2 separate regions of the Anser cygnoides genome follow, and region 1 is linked to region 2. Evidence: chromatin contacts called from public Hi-C data. All regions are on one chromosome and are shown on one strand. The core of a region is the stretch at or near the end of the contact, and the rest is flanking DNA. Distances in the headings are between cores, read along the strand shown. Region 1 has its middle 51 kb from the start of MTHFS. Region 2 holds the start of MFGE8 (milk fat globule EGF and factor V/VIII domain containing).

Region 1 (3,653 bases), core at 622-3,121, 400 kb after region 2:
GCTGACTTGCAATAATTTCAGGGGGAGCTGTGCATGATGCCCATCAGCAGAACAATCCATGTAGGAGGGTCATTTTCCCTGGCTGGGAATGAGAGCCTCTGGTCCTTTGGCCGTTGCCGTCATCAATCCCACATCTCAAAAGAACTTTCTCCATATCAAACACTTGTTAGGGACAGCTTTTTGAGAAATAACCCTGTATATCTTGTGCAGTACAGTGGCATCAGCCCCAAAGAGCTCTCTCCCAGATCAGACAGCTAAAAAAATCCCATCTGGTCCTGACTGCTCTGAAACAATAGAGATGCAGAGGTATATATTTCAGACAAGCAAGCCCCAAGGCAAATCTGTGCAAGTCTCTACAGACTGTACTAGTGCTAGAATTGTAACCAAAAGGAAATAAGCTGCCAAAACATAGCAGGGCTCAGCGATGTTTTACACATTGCTGTTTTATAGACTCACCTGCACGGCGAGCGTTTTGCACCACCTATTGTACTCTCTCCTTCGTGCCCATATTTCATTATAGGTTTGCCATTTCTCAACGTGTAAAAATAGGATGTGCTGGCATGGTTTAAGTGGTGCTAAGAGCACCATGGAGAGGCACAGCGATAGCTGTGAGGGAAAGAAGAGAAGAGAGGAATTCTCCCGAGCAAAGAGCAATATCAAGCGAATGCTGAACCGACAACCTCTTCTGCTGGGACCGAAATGCTCTGGCAAAAAGCCACCACCATGTACATCCGTACAGCAACCAGCAGCCCCTCAGAGGAGAGCACATCAGGAATGCATTCAGCACACAAAGTCTCAGCTGAATGAGACAGTGCAGACAAGATAATCCTGCTGTTTTATCTATCCGAGGGAAGTCAGGTTTGGATTTGAAGGGCAATTTTCCAGGACTTTCCACCTTGTAAATTCAAAAGCAAGTGGCTGTACGCTGGTGCCAGTCTCACACCTCCCTCGTGTCAAGGATGATTCAAGACAAGTGAGAGGGAGGTCTCCAGGGCTGGTTTTCTGAACGGGCTGTTTTCACTCCACTGCAGCACGGCGCAGTGCTCAGTGCTATCCAGGTCGCTGAATTTTCAGCACTGATACGTCCCATGCATGCTGTGCCCCTCATGGGCTTCCATTTGGTGCTGGGTCTGGTCAAACGGACCTCGTGGTGGTAGTGTTTGGGGGGCCATCAACTCTGTTAGTGCCTTGATGGAATAAAGACTGTGTGTGGCTGGAGGAAAAGAAAATAAGGAGAAAGTGGGCTGGAGGTGATATTGGAGACTTGTTTGCCAAGATTTAATACATTTTGGATAACTGACAGCTGGCTTTCCACAGCCACATTTTTCCTCTCAATTCTTTTTATTTCCTCAGGCAACATTTACTTCTGCTTTTTAAACAAAATACAGTCAGAGCCAGGATATCGCAGTGCAGGCTGACTGACTGCTTTCAGACAGTTCTCCAAACCTCCTGAACATGTTAAACCACCCTTCTGAGCAGCAGGAATAAGGATGTGGCTCTACCAGGAAGCATTAGCGAAAACATTATCATTCATAAGAGCTGCTCAGTATTTCTGGGCTGAAATTATCCACAACAATATTTTTATAATTTTGTTTTTAATTTCTAGTAGTGGGAGGAAGAGTTGCTGTTCCAGCTGCAGAGAGAGCTTTTCTCACTATCTAACATGGTAATGTTTTTTTTTTCCAATGCTGAGAAACAGCAAATGAAACACGGGAGGCTGAGGCCATCACCAGATCTTGGCATCACAAAAAATACGTTACTGGGGTGGGGCTGGGACATGGTCAGCGAGTTGCCGGCTGTACAGACCTGGAGCCTGGTTTTCAGCAGCTGCACATGCTGGATTTATCAGCCCGTATGAGATATGGCACCGCAGAAATTGGTCTGAGACCGCTGGACTATTTACTACCACTATACCAGAATAATTCATATGCTTATTCCCTGCTCTGAATACATCCAAAACTAAACCTCCCAGGTGAAGTTGCACTGATTTAAAGCTGGCCATAAATCTGTTGACCCTTGCCAAGCCAAGATTTTCTTTTTTATTTTTATTTTTTGAAGCAGGGGAAATATGAGTCTCTGTGGTGTAGGGAAAAAAAAAAAGACAATTTTCCAAACTCTGCAGTGAGAGAGAAAAATACTTTTGCATATTTGTCCTTCGTCCATAAGCATCAAGCAAATCTTCATACCCTTTATGCTGCATTGTCCCCTCATCTTGCTCTGTTTCCCGTTTGTTTTTATCTCCCAAAGCTTTCCACAGTCTCTCCTGCAGTCCCCTAAATTTTCTCCCTGGCCTCTTGCACAGGGACTGAAACAAGCTTGGATTGCTTGTCCCCGCCTAACCAGGGAGAGCAAACAACCCAAAGCAAAGTCCCCGTGCAGCCCCGTTATCAAAATGTTCCATCAGCACACTTGGATTCAGCACCCGCCCAGTGCACTGTCCCTGATCCGCAGCCCACGGGGGGAGGCAGACCCAGGAGAGCCCGAGACATCTCCCCCTTACCTGCACCCTGCTGTATGCGGGAGGATGCTTTTCAGCACAGGGTGAGCATGGCTGATGCAGGATCTCTCATGTCCCTGAGCCGGTGCACTGATAGCAGATAGCCCGTGTTTTTATTACTGAGCAGATATTTTTACCCTTTGGGAAACAGAGCTGATTTTAGGGAGGGAAAATGCTTCACCAGCCTGCTGATGGCCAGATTTTGGAAAGCCTCCTTATTCAGGACAGCCTGAGTCATTTTAGGCTTGCTTTCAACTCCCACTGTTTAACCATTAAGCTTTTTTGTAATTCCCTTCCACGAATAGGTGCCTGTGTCATACAGCATCTCACTTCTCCTTCATGGCATCCTTTCTTAGCCTTTGGACAAGAAAAGGAACAGGTCTTTGGTAACCAGAGTACGTAGAAATCTCTAAGTTCGTTTGCTGGTTTATTGCAATGGAAAAGAGATTTTCTTACTGTAAACGCATTAATATATTCTGATTAGCCTTGAACAGTGGTAGGAGGGAATAAGATAAGGTCTCAACATACTTCAGAAGTAAACAGCAATGTGTAAAGTTGTTTTAACAGCTTTAGGATGAGTTTAAATTAGGTGATTTTTTTTTTCTAAATGACATATCTTGAAAAAAATAGCCCTTCAGCTCTTTAATGACACATTCACTTATATCACTTAGATGTTCCATGCTACTTCTTCTACAGGCACGGCTGTGTGAAGTGCCAGCATTGTTGTGATCTAAATTAACCAACTACTTCCTTAGCCGTTCTGCTGGTTAGCTAATTTTAAGGATGCAGATTTTCCCCATGAAATTCTCAGCTGGACACCACATCAAGGGTCTTTGTGTAGCACCAAGCATGGTGGCCCTTGACCACGGCCTCCAAGAATAGTGAAAATAATGAATTTGGGCCATCCAGACAGGAGTAGTTTTTCTCAAACTAAACCATTTGGGGATGTTGGAATCCCTTCAAGCCCCAAAAGCACTCACCATGCATTTTCTCCAGGGCTTTGGAGATTCCCTGTGGACAGCAGAAAAAGGGATTTTGTCCGTTTTGTCCACTTCTTCCAGTTATCACTCTGTCTTCTACTTAATAGTCCCTTACCGGGGCTGGGCAAGCATTTCTGCAAACCTACTGAGAAATTTGGCTTGGAGGGCCAAGGGAT
Region 2 (3,440 bases), core at 669-3,168:
GCCGCTGGAGAGGAGGAAGCGCAGGGTGCCGCATGGCCTCGGGGAAATTCCTCCCACCCCCAATCTATCCTGCCCAAACAGCTGCAGGGTGGCAACGCTCTCCATAAACCTCGACCCGATTCCCACAGAGCTGCCTGAAAACCTTAAGAGCCCCACGCCAAGCGCAGGGACAGCACGTTGCTCGGTGCCACGCTCGAGTCGGAGCAAAGCTCCAACTCAGGTGGAGACCCAGCAGCGATCCCCCACCACCTGCATGCCCCGGAGAAGGTGGAAGGTAATGAGCTGTGGGCTTGCTGCCTGGACCCACACCAAGCAGCAAGGCTCTCATTAGCCTAAGCTACTACTCAGCGAGCTCCTACTCATTAGCCTTTTAATAGCAGGGCTGCTCCGAGGAATCCTATTCTTCCCGATGCTCAGCAACTGTAGGGTAGGCACCAGCAGCAGGCAGGCCAGGCGGGGCCCGGGCGTCCCACGAGGGTTTCCAAAAGGATGCTGGAGCTCCCTTAGCCCAGCCTTGGGAGGCAGAAAACCTCGGGCACCGGTTCAAGTCGCTGCCTGCGCTGCCCAGCCAGCTCTGCATGACCTCATGCTCCATCAATGCGCTGCCATGAGCTACGGCGCGGGAGGAGAGAGCTCCTACACGGGCTGCTCCGTGGGGATGCCTTCGCCCCACACTCCTCCGCAGGTCCTGGGCGCATCCCAAGGACCCCCTGCGCACAGAGCTGCCTGTGTGGAGCAGCAGGAGCCGGCTGCCTCCTGCAGCACGGCGTGCCAGCGGACGTGTGCGCCCCGGCATCCTCGCGCACGCCGCTCCGACGGGGGAGTTTCTGGGGTGGGACATCTGCGGGAAAAGGAGCGAGCGGCGTAAAATTCCCTGCATATCTTCCCAGGGCTGGGACGGGAGGGGTCCCGGTGCTAGATTTATACTTCATTTATTCCGAGGGAGCAGATTCTCTTTTCTCCCCTCCCAGGAATAATTCCTCGGGTGGCGGGTGTCACCGGCCGGCCCCTCGCCCAGCAGCGAGGCACGCCACTCACATTTTCCAGTGCTGCAAAACGTTTTGGATGCTCCTACTTTTTGGGACGTTTCAGGGCCGGCGGCAGAGCGGTTCAGCATCTCCATCCTCCCCACACACGGATCTCTCAGGTCAAGGACGGAGCTGTCACGGCCCGGACAGCCAGGAACCAAGGCCACAGAGCTCAGGCACCGCTTTTGGAAATGTTTGCTTATGTGCACCCACAGGCTGGCCGGAAGGCAAAAATAACATCCTCCGAAAACCGGCGGGGCTGGGGGGGGGTCAGGTCAGGGCTGCCCGGGGAGGGCCGAACGGGCGCCCTCCTGCGCGGGGGCTTCGCTCCCCTGCTCCCTGCTCACACCCGTCCCTTTGGGGTCACCTTTTGGGGTCAATCTTTGGGGTCGGCCTTTCGGGATCGCCCTTTTGGGGTCAGCCTTTTGGGGTCAGCCACCCCACTGTAACCCTTGGGGGTCAGCCTTTTGGGTGATCGCCCAACCCCCGGTGACCCGCAGGGCGCTGCCTCTCCCCGCGGCTCCCGGTGCCGTGCCGTGCCGCGCCGCTCCCAGGGCAGCTGTTTACACGCTTATCTCAGCCCGAAAGCACGGCACGGCCCAGCTCGGCTCGGCTACTCCCGGCTCGGCAGCCAGGAGCGAGCTGCGGCCCCGAGCTCGTCCCTCCCGGCCCCTCTGCTCCTGCGGGGGGCTGCGCGCACCCCCGGGCCCCCCCTGCACTCACCGGCCACCACCAGCAGCAGCGAGAGCCCCAGCCCCAGGAGGAGCAGCGCTCGCCACCGCCTTGCTGGCTCCATGCTGCGTGCCGAGCCGTGCCGAGCCGAGCCGTGCCGAGCCGAGCCGCTCCTGCTCCGCTCCGCCGCGGGGCTCGGGGCGGGGAGTGACTCGGGGCGGCCCGGCACGGCTCGGCACGGCCCGGCCCGGCCTCACGTGCTCCGCCGCCCGCCCCCGGGGTGGGACCGGCACGGCACGGCACAGCCCTCCGGAGCCCTGCCGCCTCTGCCCCCGTGGGTCGGGCTTCAAAGGTAGGGGTGGTTAATTAGGAAGCACCGAGCGAGGCGCTAATGAGCTCGGGGAGCGCGCTTGGGGTGCGTGGGGTGCGCGCTCCGGGGGTGGGGGGGCGTGCTGGTGGTGCGTGGGGTGCGCGCTCGGGGTGCACGGGGTGCACGCTCAGTGCATGGGGTGCACGCTCAGGGTGTACAGATGCACACTCAGAGTGCACAGGGTGCACACTCAGTGCATGGGGTGCACGCTCAGAGTGCCTGGGGTACACACGCAAAGTGCACAGGGCGCACACAGGGTGCATGGATGCACACTCAGGGCGCATGGGGAGCACACTCAGCACAGGGCGCACACTCAGAGCACAGGGATGCAGACTCAGGGTGCATGGAGTGCACACTCAGAGTGCATGGGGAGCACACTCAGCACACAGGGTGCGTGCTCAGGGCACATTTTCTCTCCCTGGGCGGGCTTCCCCTATGTTCCTGCAGGGCACTTTGGAGCTCAGGGCGCATCCCACACCACCACGCACAGATCAGCCCAAGGAGCCCAAGTTCCTCCGGAGCAGCCTGCAGCCAGGTCGGGGACAGCCCCACAGCGCAGCACCACACGTCTGTTGGCTCAGCCATGAACAAGACCCTCTTTGAGCGTTGTCCAGCCCAGACCCCAGGGGAGGCCGTGCTGGAAAAGCCCAGCCGTGCTTTCCAGAGCTGGTGCCACGTGGGGAGCTCTGCCCGGGAAGGCAGAAACTGTCGGGCTAAAGCACGCTCAGGCTGAATTCATATTCAGCAGCAAACGCTTCTGAAGAGGGTACAGGAAACCACACAGTAAAAATATGCAGGATCATTTGCCTCCGCGCTGGAAATCTCCTCCTATCCCCCCTAAACGTGAAGTTGACCTTATCTCTTCTTGCAAAACCCTCTGTTTTAGCATTAGCTAATCTGCTGCAGATAGTCCTGCTGCTGCCCACCGTTACATGTTGACTCTTCCCGAGTCTTGCTCCATTTCTGGCTCTGGCAACTTGGCAATCTCAGCCGGCAGCGAGCTCAGCAGCCCGGCCACGTGCCGTGCACTTTGATCAGCCGTTCCACCTCATTTTCCATCCCCGCTCCAGCATCCAGCCGCCTCGTCCCTCGGACACAGCCTGTGCCTCCTGTGAGGCGCAGCCAAGCGGTGCCCCACGCAAAGGGAGCTTGCCCACCCCCGTAAATAAACCCTTTGAACGTATCCCTGGAGCACCAGGGCGTGAGGAAGGCAGGGAGCACGCACGTATCTCACGGCCAAGCTCGGCGGTGGAATTTCCATCAGTTATCGATGGAAACACCAGCGAACGTTTTGCTCAGCGAAGGGAGAAACAGCAGCTGGAAAGGAGAGAGTGGACAAGACACTGAGCTTGCTTTCGAATAACCCTTCA

What was found. A called contact is a pair of places that touch in the nucleus more often than the background predicts.
Region 1: a Hi-C map of liver shows a contact between it and region 2, with 4 times the contacts expected there. The contact joins the enhancer-like site here to the promoter of MFGE8 in region 2. A contact is called at or near these places in 2 of 7 Hi-C or Micro-C datasets (both in liver).

Annotation. Positions count from the first base shown.
Region 1 is chr11:8,720,225-8,723,877 of Taihu_goose_T2T_genome, forward strand. No RefSeq gene overlaps it. Among named protein-coding and RNA genes, the nearest start is that of MTHFS, 51 kb to the right of the region's middle. Within about 2 kb of position 1,872, at least 2 of the 3 cell types and tissues checked have open chromatin away from gene starts, as enhancers often do. A contact at or near this core is called in liver, where this site is marked.
Region 2 is chr11:8,322,404-8,325,843 of Taihu_goose_T2T_genome, forward strand. MFGE8 (milk fat globule EGF and factor V/VIII domain containing) reads right to left here and starts at 1,919. Exons shown (of 10, transcript XM_048072024.2): 1 at 1,752-1,919. The coding sequence starts at 1,824.